2 separate regions of the Macaca mulatta genome follow, and region 1 is linked to region 2. The links are chromatin contacts, called in public Hi-C maps. All regions are on one chromosome and are shown on one strand. Each heading gives the region's core, a stretch centred on a gene start, on an enhancer-like site or on the middle of the called end of the contact. The rest is flanking DNA. Distances are from core to core; before and after follow the strand shown. Region 1 overlaps TCF4 (transcription factor 4). Region 2 holds the start of TCF4 (transcription factor 4).

Region 1 (2,700 bases), core at 29-2,528, 250 kb before region 2:
TTTTGACAAACATTAAACACAGTAAGGAGGCAATTATGTATGCATGATTTAATCTGCAACTAATTAATATGCAAATTTATTCATATGTTAGTTACTAAATTAAAAATGCAAAGAAGCCCTTATGGTGATTCTCGAAATTTTGCACAAACAGAACATTTAAAATGTAAGAAAAATGAAGTTTTTTAGAAAACTATAACACACTTTTAGTGTCTCCAGAACCTGTTGCATTAAGAAGACTCAAAAATATGTGTTTAAATACTAGATAATAATTTAAAAGGTGTGCTAATTTTATGTGAGAATGTGGGAACAGAAAGGTTAATCAGAATTCTCTCGAACTCTTAGGAGATACACTCTAATTACCAGACAAATGGTATTCTATTTCTAAGCTTCCTTCCCTGCTTTTGGGCTGTCAGAAGTTGGTCATCTTACTGATATCTTACATAAATGGTTAGGAGTTTTGAGGGGAATAAATAGTATTTGAAAGCAACCAGATATAATGAAAATTTAGGGTAACTCTGAGACCATTTGGTGTTCACTAAACATACAATTCGCTCAAGATGGCAACTCGCTCTTTTCGCCTTTGGGGAACAGCTCTTTGCAAACACAGAAATGGTAGGAAAATCTTGAGAGAGGCTAGAAATTCTACCAAACTCTCTTCCAAATGAATCTTCAAAGAAAATAATGTGGCTAACCAAAAAGCAACAACCTCCCAAAAAAGCAGAAGGTAATTTTATCTGAATTCAATCTGGCTATTTTAGTCCTACATTTTCCAGACAGTCCAAAATTGATTTGAATCTTTTATGTGAGATGAGGGGTGTGGAGTGGTGATAATTTAAAAATATCTTTGGGTGTCTATATACAAGGGAGTATCCATTCAAGTGCACTATATATTATTCTTTGGTATTATTGCCTTATGCAAGAACCTGATTCCTGTGTGACTGCCTAGTGATCAGCAGTGAGATTCTGTATGGATCACCTCTCATCTGATTACCTTTTTCATCCAATGTCCAATGGCCATGTACATATGCACAAAGCTCCTGGAGCTGGCTCTTGGAACAGCTGTACTGGCCTCATGAAATCAACACAAGTCAACTGTATGAGGAAGGACAATAACAGCGTCTACGGCTCTTCCTAGGGCACTGAACTCTCACCCATGTTAAAAAAAAAAAATCACCATCGGTCTCGCTGCTGCCAAGTGACACACAAAAAGGAAGTTAACCATTGGCTGTGACTTGCATTCACAGTCTGACTCTGATTTCCCTGCTTCCCTTAGCCCATTCTGATGCCAAGCGGACTACAGCTTGCCCATTTCATTTCGACCACGGCAGCCAAAAAAAGCACTGCCCCACCGTGCGACGACAAGCAGTCTGTTTTGATATTAGTACCTCAGTATGTGATATAAGAGAGTCAGATGTCCTCAAACTACGTGCCCTCCCCCGAGGGACTCTGTCCTGGCCCTCCTTGGCCAGAGAGATGGAAAGTGTGCCACAAATCCTTAGCTTTGAAAGCACAGAGGACGGACAGGCACTATCCTCAGGCTCAGACAGAAATGGCCATGAGTGCCTCTTCTTCCGGGGAGAGGATTCAGGCCCTCCAATTCCACACTCGAGTCTAACTGGAAATACTAACTCAGATTCTATTCACTCCCTGCCAGCATACAGAGCACAAACTGAATTACATAAGAAAGAGAGTCATTTTCTTATATAATTAAATTGTAGTAAATGCTAGTTAAGAAAACATCAGGTTTCCTTCTTTTACTTTCATGAAAGACAGGGGAATATATGGGGTTCCCGAAAATTGATTTTTTCATTGATTCTTAGGGAGGAAGATGAGAGTGAAGTATTCTCCTCCACAAAACAAATTCTGATTTATTAGCTAAATGTACGGAATCTGACTCTAACCTAGTTTAACCTCTGAATGTGCCTTGTAATGTTCTAGTTCTCTCCAGCACTAATAGATCATGCTTTTTATAATTCCAACGAGGCATCGTCAGGCGAGGACTGCAGCTGCTGGGCATTTCAAAAGTCTGAGAGTACCCCAGGCATCTTTAATTTTTACAGGTGACTCAATTTTTGTTGTGACCAGAACTGAACATAAAGCTTTTAAAAGCTTAAATGTACACATTTATGCATTCATTACACAGTGTTAAATCTAATTTGTTCTTTTTACTGTCACAGGAAGCACATGTTTAAAGCAATCTGTTTCCTCATGTGAATGCTTTCCTGTCTGTTTAAAAAAAATTGCGACACACTTTACCCTGAGTAACCAAGAGGTGATCATAAATATCCCTAAATAGCATTAAACAGATATGAAAGACATTAACACTTTCAGAATGCCAAAGTAGTATTAAAAAAAAATTCTAACAGATGCTCCTAGGTCAAAAAGTGAAATGTGTGTTTCCTGAAAAAACACTCTCATCAGAATCATAAATGAACTGTGAGTGGAGAAGTGAGGTGTTGCTGAACAAACCAGGATCCTTTTGGTGAGGAACACGGCAATCCACTGCCAACGTGTACTTGCCATAAAAAGCCAAATCGAAATGGAAGTTTGATGAAAACCAATATCCTTTGTAATCCACAAGGTGGCAATGACTACAAATGAGGGGTGGCTAAATCAGATCTATCTGCTTTCCAGAGAAAGACTATCTGTGAACTGAAGCATCAGTCCCTGTTCGGGGTGGGGGTGGTGGGGTACCCGGAA
Region 2 (2,700 bases), core at 27-2,526:
GAGTTTACATCCCTTCACTTCTTTCTTTCTCTTACTCTCGTTCCCTCTCACTCACACATCCACACACGGCAAAGCAAGTTTATACTAGGCTGCAAATACACGTGATGCAAAAAGACTTTGCCAAGAGGAACAATATTTTTCTTTTTCGTCTATAAATCAAGCCACATTTTCCTGGGGAGATTTTCGTTTCGGTAGTTTTGCGTTGGGGGCGAAATCTGAATTGCACACTTTCTTTCCCCTCCCTTTTAAGTCACAGAATAGTATAACTGCAAACTTCGGGGGAAAAAAAAAAAAAGGACAATTTTTGGGGGTGGATGTTGTTTTGTTTTTGCACTTGAGTTCCTAGGCACGCTAAGTCCCTGTTCGCCAACACTGTAAGTTTTTAATTCAACATTTACCATTATAGGCCCTTCATGCTCTTAAAACATACTTTTTCACATCACTTTTTAGGATAAAATTTAAGCTTCATAATTCTATCGTTTTGTAATAACAAGCGTGCTTTATCCGGTATATGCAACATACGCTATTTTAACGTGTGTTTGGAAAAAAAAAAAAAAAAAAAAAAAAAACACATTCTACAAACCCTGGTATTGCTAGATGTGCGAGTACATACACAAAATGCATGCACACACTTTTTCCCATTGGCAATTATTTAATAGGTTGTCCCTTTTGTTTTAATAAAACATCGGGATCGACATTTTAAAAATTAAATTCAATTACAAACAGTTTACTCTGACGGCAAATTGAAACGTTACCTTAAATGGCCACAAATATTCTCACAATATTCCAAGGAAAGAGACTTTAAAAAGATAGACAAAAATCTTCTGCAAGTACTTAGTATCTCACATGTGTATCCCCAAAAAGTATTTTAACTGGTACTCAGTCCTGCTCCAGGGATATCCACAGATTACAAGATTATGCACCTGGCTCTGGTTTTTGCATTTTCCACCATAAAACTGCAACAAAATTCCCTCCCCCAAAAAAGAAATCATTAAAAAAAAAATCCAACAACTTTTTCTTATTGTTTATAAAAAACAAAAATCAACACAGGATAGTTATAATTTTTCCTCAAACAAATCTTGTTGGTGATTTTTTTTCTTCTTCTCTCAAGTATTAAACTTGTTCCAAGTTTAGAGGTGTCTCATCATCATCATCCTCCTCCTCATCATCATCACCATGGACTCCCCCGTGGAGTCACATTGATAATAATAGGTTTCCCTGAAAGATACATTGTAATCCATTCACATCCGGGAACTGCGGGCTTATAAAGAGAAGGAGCTGCGGCCGCGGCTGCTCCTCCAGACAATGACTGGGAAGGGGCGGGGCGGGAGCGGGCGACCATAGAGTGGTAAACAGAGCTCCTAGAAAGGCGTCCAAGATGGCGGTACGCGTCGACCACGCCTCCTCCAGGAGCGGAGGCGGGTGGCTGTCCTCGGGTGGGCGTCGCGCGTGGGGCGGCACTGCGGGAGTTCCCGAGGCCGAGGTCGTTCGCAGGCCCCATTTCCCTGCGCTCTTATTCGTGTTGCCGCTTCTTGGCCGTCCTTGCTCTTTAACACAAAAGTGTAGTTTCGGCATAAATCTACAAATTAAACTCCACAGACTTCTGCAGGGAAGTGAGATCCCCCCAGGTCTCCCTGAGGAAGGCTCGGGAAGGACTGGGCCGACCTTCCTCACAGCAAGCCCTACCCCGGATTCTCTCACTTTGTGGAGCCGGATTTCTCAGGGAGCCTTGGGTGGTATGGGAAAAGGCCTCTGAGCCAAGTTGGTCCTAGGCTGAAAGAGGGATGAACTCCACCCTATCTTCTTACAGGTCCATGGAATTGTGAGGACTTTCTAAGTCCAGAAAGTCTTCACTTGGAGAAGACTTTCATCTGTTGCTTTGTAGACTCAAATGTAGTTTGTACCATTAGCCACGACTGGCTCAACTAACTGCTTGTGGCCAAGCAGTTACCTTCTCTAGCCAGTTTTCTGGTCTGTGAAAAGCACATAATGCCCACTTTATGAATTTTGTAGTGGATACCGATAAAGATGAAGCCACCGTGAAAGGAATAATTCCTTTCCATGGCTAATTCATTGCTAAATCAACTGAAACCTCTAACCTAGCCAGTGGAATTTTAAATGGAAATTTCCCTACTCCAGAAGAATAGCTTTTAGTCCTTGCAACAGAAAAGCAAGTAACAATAACGACAGGTAACACATATAATATGTTTACTATGTGCCAAACACTGTTCTTATAATTTCACAAATATTGGTTACTTTAAGCCTAAGAATAACCCTATGGAGTGTGTGTTACTACCCTATTTTGTATATTGGGCAACAGAAGCAAGTAAAATTGGGTTGCTTGACCCAGGGAAGAAGTTTTCTAAGTGGTACAAACTTGCCTAACTGTCACACAACTATATTGAGTGACAGAGCCCACCGTTGAAACCCGTCTGTGATCATAGTCCACATTCAACCATATTCCTATACCATCTGGCAGTGGGAACATCCTAATCTCCATTTTTCTGATAAAAGTTTGTGGCAATAACAGAGTTCAGATCGATTTCGGGGATCTTTTATTTACATGTAAGTTTTTACAGAACAAGAATAAAGGCATTTATTGGTTGTTTCCTGTACATTCATACATGGTGAAGATTCCTGTCTTCCATCCCCATTCTGTGTTCCCATCTTAGAATCATAGCTTACATTTAGACATTACTT

The links. Hi-C and Micro-C count contacts between places; a contact is called where the count stands out from the background.
Region 1: a Hi-C map of fetal cortex germinal zone shows a contact between it and region 2, with 4 times the contacts expected there. The contact joins the enhancer-like site here to the promoter of TCF4 in region 2. A contact is called at or near these places in 3 of 14 Hi-C or Micro-C datasets (cortical neurons, fetal cortex germinal zone and fetal cortical plate).

Annotation. Positions count from the first base shown.
Region 1 is chr18:25,653,624-25,656,323 of T2T-MMU8v2.0, reverse strand. The region is part of intron 8 of TCF4 (transcription factor 4); the gene reads right to left. Among named protein-coding and RNA genes, the nearest start is that of TCF4, 250 kb to the right of the region's middle. Within about 2 kb of position 1,278, at least 20 of the 40 cell types and tissues checked have an H3K27ac peak or open chromatin away from gene starts, as enhancers often do. A contact at or near this core is called in fetal cortex germinal zone, where this site is marked.
Region 2 is chr18:25,400,919-25,403,618 of T2T-MMU8v2.0, reverse strand. TCF4 (transcription factor 4) reads right to left here and starts at 1,276. Exons shown (of 20, transcript XM_077975076.1): 1 at 756-1,276.